Regions from separate parts of the Capsicum annuum genome. Here region 2 is linked to region 1. The links are chromatin contacts, called in public Hi-C maps. All regions are on one chromosome and are shown on one strand. The core of a region is the stretch at or near the end of the contact, and the rest is flanking DNA. Distances in the headings are between cores, read along the strand shown. Region 1 holds the start of LOC107871034. Region 2 holds the start of LOC107871036 (peptide methionine sulfoxide reductase B5).

Region 1 (3,967 bases), core at 886-3,385:
GGATCATAAATAATGCAGCACTTTCACAGGATCAACAATATAACCGATGGCATTTTTGAAGAGCCCGAGCAACATAAGTCAATAAGTTACCAAAGCTTAAAGCTAATAAGGCTAAAGCTTCTGCGGAACAAACGATCTGAAAACATACCTTAACAGCACGCCACTGATCAAGGCATTCTCGGTGAACATACTTTGATGTACCCCTGCATTTACAAGGTGCAATAAAGTCCCTACCTAAGAAAGAAAAGTTAAAATAACTGTAAGTATGGTTCTCATGCATCAATAAGTTCATTAACCAAAATAACACTAATATGCTCTGAACATAATAAACAAGGAAAAGCTCGAAAATGATCATTCACTAAAAGACGTTATATGAATACAAATAACCAAGGAAGAATTCAACAAGAAGCACTCAATAGAATATAGTAACAAGTTAACAACTCCTCTTTGTCAAAATGTTCTTTCTTCCTTGTTATTTGAGTTCGATGATTCAAATCAATCAGTTAACTATTCCTCAATCGTAAATCTGTTATGCTTGCTTTCCATATACATAACCCAAATTAGGTACGGTTTACTTTTATCATAATTCGACTAACTTCTTATGAACCTCGACCTACTTCAACCTTCCTCCTTTAACCAGACTTGATATCAAGTCTGATAATGTGAATATATGTGGAGATCGATCTAAACGATTTCAAATACTAGAATAAAAGCTATGTGATATGTTAGACAATGCAACCAACCATCTGCAATTAAAACTGAGAATACCACAACAAACCAAACACTAGTACTTCAACTCTCTCCCAACTGGAGGCAGAGCTAGGGGCACGCCAGGAGGTTCACCCAAATGCCATCAAAAAATTACATGGTATATACAAGGTCAAATTACTTTTTATGTGCCTACAGTAGCTATTGAATCCCTTGGATTTTTCTTGTGTTTTCCTTTTTATATTTTGAATCCCCATAGTGAAAATCCAGATTCTTACCACTGCGTCCCACATGTAAATTTTCATTTAGTTCAGTCACCTCCGTAATGCAGAAATGTCACCTATGTTGTTCGGACTCTTCAAAAATGTCAGCAGGTGCATGTAGGATTCTCCAAAAGTAATGTATTTTGGAGAATCCAACATTGGAGTGGCATCGAAAGTGAAGAGTCTACGCAACTTAGAACTTCACTTAGGACTAAAATATTTTGGCTTTAAACAGGAATAGGGGAAAAAAAACCATCCCTTGGGACTCCAACACCCCTCTCACACTCAAGAAGGGATATTTGGGGCTTGGACAATAAGATAGAGGTCCAACATAAAAAACAATGAATTTACATTGGGATGGGCACGACTCTAATACCATAAAAAATAAATGAATCTTGAGCTTAACTCATATCCAAAAGCTAGCTCGAGGTGAAGATTATCAAAACCATATAAAGACAAAATTTCTATCCCGTGAACTATGTGGAACTCCAACAGAGTACAAGTTAGCCCAGACATCACCATTATAAAAAAGAAGTGAAACCATATTTGAAAGACATACAATTCACCAACAAAAACACTTACTCACAATATATTTAAACATCCATTTCACCCCAAAGCATCTTACTTAACACTTAAAAATCACAAACAGAACCACAATAACACACATAAATTGGAACGGATTGAGTAATATGATAATCAAAAAACTCACCATGACTTTCAAGGCAAATTCGACACTGAATTTGGTCAACGTTTCCAGCTTCAAGGTCAACTTTACTGGCTTTAACTATCAAAGGAGGAACTAAAGAAGAAGAAGAAGAATCAAAATAATGAGCCATTTCTTTTTCTTTTCTTTTTTCATCTCCAATTATTATAAAAATAAACTGTAATTTGATAAATTGTGTTCATATTTGTTGGGGAAAATATAGTAGTAATTGAAAGTTCATACGAAGTCAGATAGTTAGCATTTGGTAGTTAGTCCTTGTCCAAATAGAAATTATAAATAAAATTCTATAGGAATGTATTTTCATATTTGAGTTGTACTCCCATTTAATTAGATAGGTAGTATATTACTAAACTAAAATTATTAATGATTCTTTGAAATTTCTATCCATGATACTGAATGTACTAGGTAAGGATAGGCACATTTGAGGTTGTCCAAATGATGCCAGAATACTATATTTGTAATGATTACTTGGTAAATAAAATCTTTATTTACCCACAAAATAAATAAGGAGTAATTTTATTTTATCATACTATGAATATAATAAATTTAGTATTTTAAAAATTATATTAAAATAATGAATAGTATTTAACAACAGAGATAAACATACGCAAAATAATAAATTATCCATTAATTTTTCAAACTACACAAATAATGTTGAACATTTATTTTTAGTATAACTAGTTAAATGCACCAGCCTCGCCCGTATAACCTTTGATTATTTAAAATTAGATGATTTTATTTATTGCAAAAAGTTTTTAGTGAAGTGCAAAAAATTCAAATCACTTTTCAAAAATCCTTCATACGTTAATATAATAATGTAAATATAACATATATTTTATTCTAAGCATATATATATTTTACCACCAAAAGTTTCAAGTGGTTAATAAATCATCACTTTTGCGTTTGTCAAGCAGTACCTCTTTTATTTATTGCTAGAAACTAAGAGAAACGCATCGATTTAAATCATATTTGTATTACAGTTATTTTTTTTATTTTTTCTATATTTAAAATCTTTCCTTATTTTTAAAGTTAAATCTTTAGAAAATCTTTGATTACTTATTTAAAACTTTTAAAAATTTGATATTTTTATATTTTTCTTATTCTAACGTTTTCATATTTATTTCTAGATTTAATTCTTAAACTAATAAAAAATATATTAATTGTCATTAATTCATATGACTTCTAATAAGAAAAGGTTTTACTATAAATATTTAATTAATTTTAATTGTTAAATATTAATAAAATAGTGAAAAAATAATTTTATTTAAAACAAAGACTTTTAGTAAAAGACAAAAGGTTCAAATAATATTTCTAAGGTCCTTCACAAAGACAAAAAGTTCAAACAATATTTTTATAATCCTTCACACTTTATATGATAATGAACATGAAAATGCATTGCATGTTTATTTCAAAATACTTGATATATAATTAATGCGTTGATTCATGCTTGATATAAAATAAATGTCCCAAAATACTTGATACAAAACTAATGTCTCAATTATTAATAAGACTTGTGTATATATATCTTTGATTAATCGTTAAATTATAAAAAGTGATGCATTTGTTACATGATTGTCACATATATTCAATATATATGAGACTAAATACTTAAAGCAATTAAGATGCAAGTTAACCAAAAGAATAAAGACAATAAATAAATTCATGTCCATCACTAAACAATAAATCTAACTCTTTCCTCAAAAGTGTATGATGATGGACAACAATGAAATTCGTCTGTCCATTAGAAGCATATCCTTAACTGAAGCAGTAGTAATAGTGATAAAAAGAAAATAAATTACCAACAAGATCAACCGATGCCTGAGATTCATATATTTACTAAAATAAAAGAAAAACAAAATCATTTAAAACCAATAAAGGTTCTTTTTCACACCGCAAAATCAATCCGACCCGGCATCATATTCTCTTCTCAGCGGCCTATGACCACCATCTAATTCCACGTCTTTCTGTCACAATTTTCTTTCTGATTTTCAGCAGAAGAATTACAACTAAAAATAATGTCTGGTCCAAGCGACGGAAAAACATTTGGGCTTTTCTCTTTGAAAAGTTTACATGCGATTTCTTTCAATAATTACTGACAAAGTCTTTTGTGAATGGCTAGCCAAAAAAGGGAATAAAATTTTCCTTAAATAACACTCCTAGTGATAAAACGTTGCATCCTGCTATAATATCAATTAATTACAAGATACAACAAAATAATATAATAGTTGAATTATCAGAACAATATGGTTAAACCTAATTTTTATATAAAAAT
Region 2 (3,707 bases), core at 22-2,521, 280 kb before region 1:
TGTTCACTTCAAGGGTATAAATATGTTAAGCATCACCAGATTTTCTTAAACCTCACGCCAAAGCAGTGAACAAATTCTCCTCAATGCTTGTTCGGAGGGAGTTAAGACCAGTCTGGTAAGCAACATTGAAGTGCAGCATGCACCCCCCCCCCCCCCCCCCCCCGCGCCTCTACCCACACACACTTTAAGGAAAGAGATAGGGACGCAACAATCTCCAGCGAAAGAAAACATTGTATGAAGAATCTTCTGTAATTGATTATGTTACTCCTATTATACACAAGATCCATCTAGTGCTCTTCGGATAAAGATGATCCTCACGACGAGTTTTGATTCCAAAGAAATTTGATTTTTATAATCAAGATTAAAAAACAATTACTTATGGCAAGTGTCATTAAAATGCTGACATTTCCAAGATTTCTTTTCATTTGATCAGAGGAGATTGGGTGAATTCAGGAAGTAACTTTATAAACTTGCATCCTATCCTTCAATAAACTTGGTCAAGTTACAAACTTCCTCACCGACTTTACACAAATATTAGAACCAAGTTTCAAATAGTTCAGGGGAAGTTATAGGAAATACTGAGTGGAGTTAAAAACTCCAGAAGTTCATCAAGGTCTCTAGCAATTTCAAAAAAAAATAAAAAATTCAGCATGCAAATTAGGGAGGTAAATACTTACACGCATTGGGTGTATACATCAAACTAATGTTCTTTAGCATGGTTAAATAATTAAATTAAGTAAAATATATATTAATTAATTATGATTAAGTAACATAAACTCTAAATTCAAATACATGACATGCATGTATTAGCTTATTGTACATAGCAAGCACCTGTAAGTTCTAATAATAAGAATCAGTAAGACCACAAAAACTTGCTAAGAAAAAAGAGCATACTCGGTTCCTTTCTGTCTTAGAATACGGAACTGCTCAGGGGAGAGAATTGCACGCCACTCCTCCTCTGACTTGTGAACGGAGCCTGGTGTAGCCATCGCAATAATCCCACCTCTGAACCTTCTCTTACTTGAACAAACAAAACCTAAATGCCTGAATTGGCCACAATTCCTTTTGGCATGGAATCTCAACAATGAGGTGGAGCTGAAAATCAGAGTAAACGGTGAGATTTTGAGAATCTGAGAACCCATCAAGATTCAAGATAAGGTAGATATATACTCTATTATTTGTTTATAGTGGGCCGCAAAGACCAATTCAAAGTCGCACTCCTCCTACCCATCGAGTTACTCTTCTCTAACTACCACCGCTTATAAGAGTTCGCTCTTTCAATTGACTTATTTTTAAATGTATAAAAATTTTAAGCGTGTAAAATTTTTAAGCATATTTTTAGTTTTGAAGTTGTATGATAAAGAGTTTAAAAATAGAGAAGTATAAATATATTTTCAAACTTTGATAAATAATATATATATGGGTATAAATATCTTTGTCGTTAATGACTGAGTATATATATATATATATGTTTTTCAGAGTGCCATGTATCACAATCTTAACCATTACCAATTTTTATTTATTTTATCGCAAATATACCCGATATCCAATCCATTATTTGACCCGATTTCATAGATATTCAAGAGTTGGATCCATTGCTCAACACAACAAACAGACGCATCCGTTGGGACTGATATTTGCTATTTTTGCAATTTTAATTCGATGATGGAGTCCCGTCCTCCCTCTGTTGTACTTGGCAAATTTGACAAAAGATGTATCGTCTCCCAGGCATGGACAGGGAACCCTTCAGTCCTAGATGCTCTTGTTTTTGTACTTCTAAAGTTACCGAACGTCAAATTTGTAATTGTGACATTGGCCGAAGATGGATACATGATTCTCGAAAGAGTTGAAGCTGGTATGCTTGCATATTTTTGGTACTTTTAATGTATGTCAAGTGTCTTTTAAGCAAATAACTTGTTGTAAAAGACAAATAAGAGGCGCGTCTGTTTGCTGTATTGAGCAACAGACCCGATTCTTGAATATTTCATGAAATTGGGTCAAATAATGGATCGGGTAGTGGGTTATTTGGGCTAAGATAAATTAAAATTGATAAATGATTAAGATTGTGACATGTGACACTCCGTCAGTGAGAAGGGTATATATGTACCCAATCATTGACAACAGGGGTATATTTGTACCCAAAATATGATGGAGGGCATATGTGTATTTATCAAAGTTCGGAACTGTATTTGTACATTTTCCATTAAAAAAAGTCACTTTAAATTACTTTACTTTGACTTAAAAAGTGTAAAAAAGTCAAAAGGTAAAAATTAGTTGCTATCAGTTTTTGACTTTTAGCTTCTACCTTATAAGTCACTTAATAAAATCCCTCCAAGCACCCCCTTAAATTATTTCACTTTTTGAAAAACTAAAATTTTGACTTTTGGGTGTCTTTTGTGAGAACTATATTGTTACATTCTGGGTTTTGGCCCTTAGTATTTTTCCTGAAATTTTGTTCTCCGGTCCCAATATGACTCATAGGTACGAGCCGTATGTTGGAGTACGAGTGGTATGGTCCTATCGTATACTGGCCACTGTTGGTCGATGAGATTGGATGAGTTATTGGAATGGATACGACTTAGGGGATATGAGTCGTATGGTTGGATATGAGTCGTATCTTGCACTCGTATGGGAGACAGTGTTCAATCCTCTTGGTATCCTATTCTGCCAGGGATACAAATAGGAGGTACGAATTGTATGCTGTGGATACACTTGGTTGGATGAGTCGTATACTGGACAGTGTTAGGTGTAAGGGTAGAGGTTAGTACGAGTGGCGGGTACCACTCGTATAGGAAGGGTACGACTCGTAAGGGTCAGCCGTATCCCTATGACGGAGTTTTGTGCAATTTAAGTAAGGGTATTCTGGACATTTCTCTACTTACCCTAATAGGACCCCACAACTTCTAATCTATTTGGGAGAGTATTTACCCTATTATTTTACTATTTAACACTTAGAAACTATTCCTAAACACTTCAGAATTCTCTCAAGAATTTTTTAGGCAAGAAAGCTAGGGTTTCATCTTGAGAACTAATTTGGGGCTTGCTTTGGTGATATCTTTCCATCAATTCTTCAGTAGAAGGCATGTTCTCTTCCCTCATTATTAGTTCAAATTAAAGGCATGGTTTTCATTATTGGTTTTTATGATTTCATCATTGTATGCTTTTGGTTTTCAAATATGATTTGGGGTTTTTTGTTATAAATGGTTGGTTATGGTTTTCCATGATTTTAATTATGCTTTTCTATGCATTAATGATGGTTTTGGATGATTGGATTACATGGAATAGTTATCGGAAATTGGAATTGGTTTTGGATATATACCATGCCCCTAATGTGATTGAGAAAATGAATATAAAAATATGTTCATTGCATTGATCACTTTTAAAAGGAATTCTTGCTAGTTTTAAACTTGGTAAAGGATTTATGCATGGTTTAAATAGTTTGGAAAGGAAAATGTCTAAATGGTTATACTTGTGGGGTACAAATTCTCCCAAGAGGTTTAATATGGTAAATAGAAGGGCACTCGAAAGTCCCCTTAAACATACATATGGTTGGATATGGATAGTACTTGCAAGTATGGTTGGTATGATGATACCACCATTAAGTGGCCTTGGTTAATAAATGATAAATGGATTGCTTGGAAACAGTTTTAATTGGGCATTAAAGGGGGAGGTGTAGCTAAGCTGTAAAAGGTGGAGGTCCTGGGGGG

What was found. Hi-C and Micro-C count contacts between places; a contact is called where the count stands out from the background.
Region 2: a contact with region 1 is called in a Hi-C map of leaf, with 2.1 times the contacts expected there. The contact joins the promoter of LOC107871036 here to the promoter of LOC107871034 in region 1. A contact is called at or near these places in 2 of 5 Hi-C or Micro-C datasets (leaf and placenta).

The regions. Positions count from the first base shown.
Region 1 is chr5:188,780,425-188,784,391 of UCD10Xv1.1, reverse strand. It overlaps LOC107871034, which reads right to left and starts at 2,135. Exons shown (of 7, transcript XM_016717826.2): 1 at 1,681-2,135; 2 at 149-234. The coding sequence starts at 1,807.
Region 2 is chr5:189,055,855-189,059,561 of UCD10Xv1.1, reverse strand. It overlaps LOC107871036 (peptide methionine sulfoxide reductase B5), which reads right to left and starts at 1,271. Exons shown (of 3, transcript XM_016717828.2): 1 at 895-1,271. The coding sequence starts at 1,142.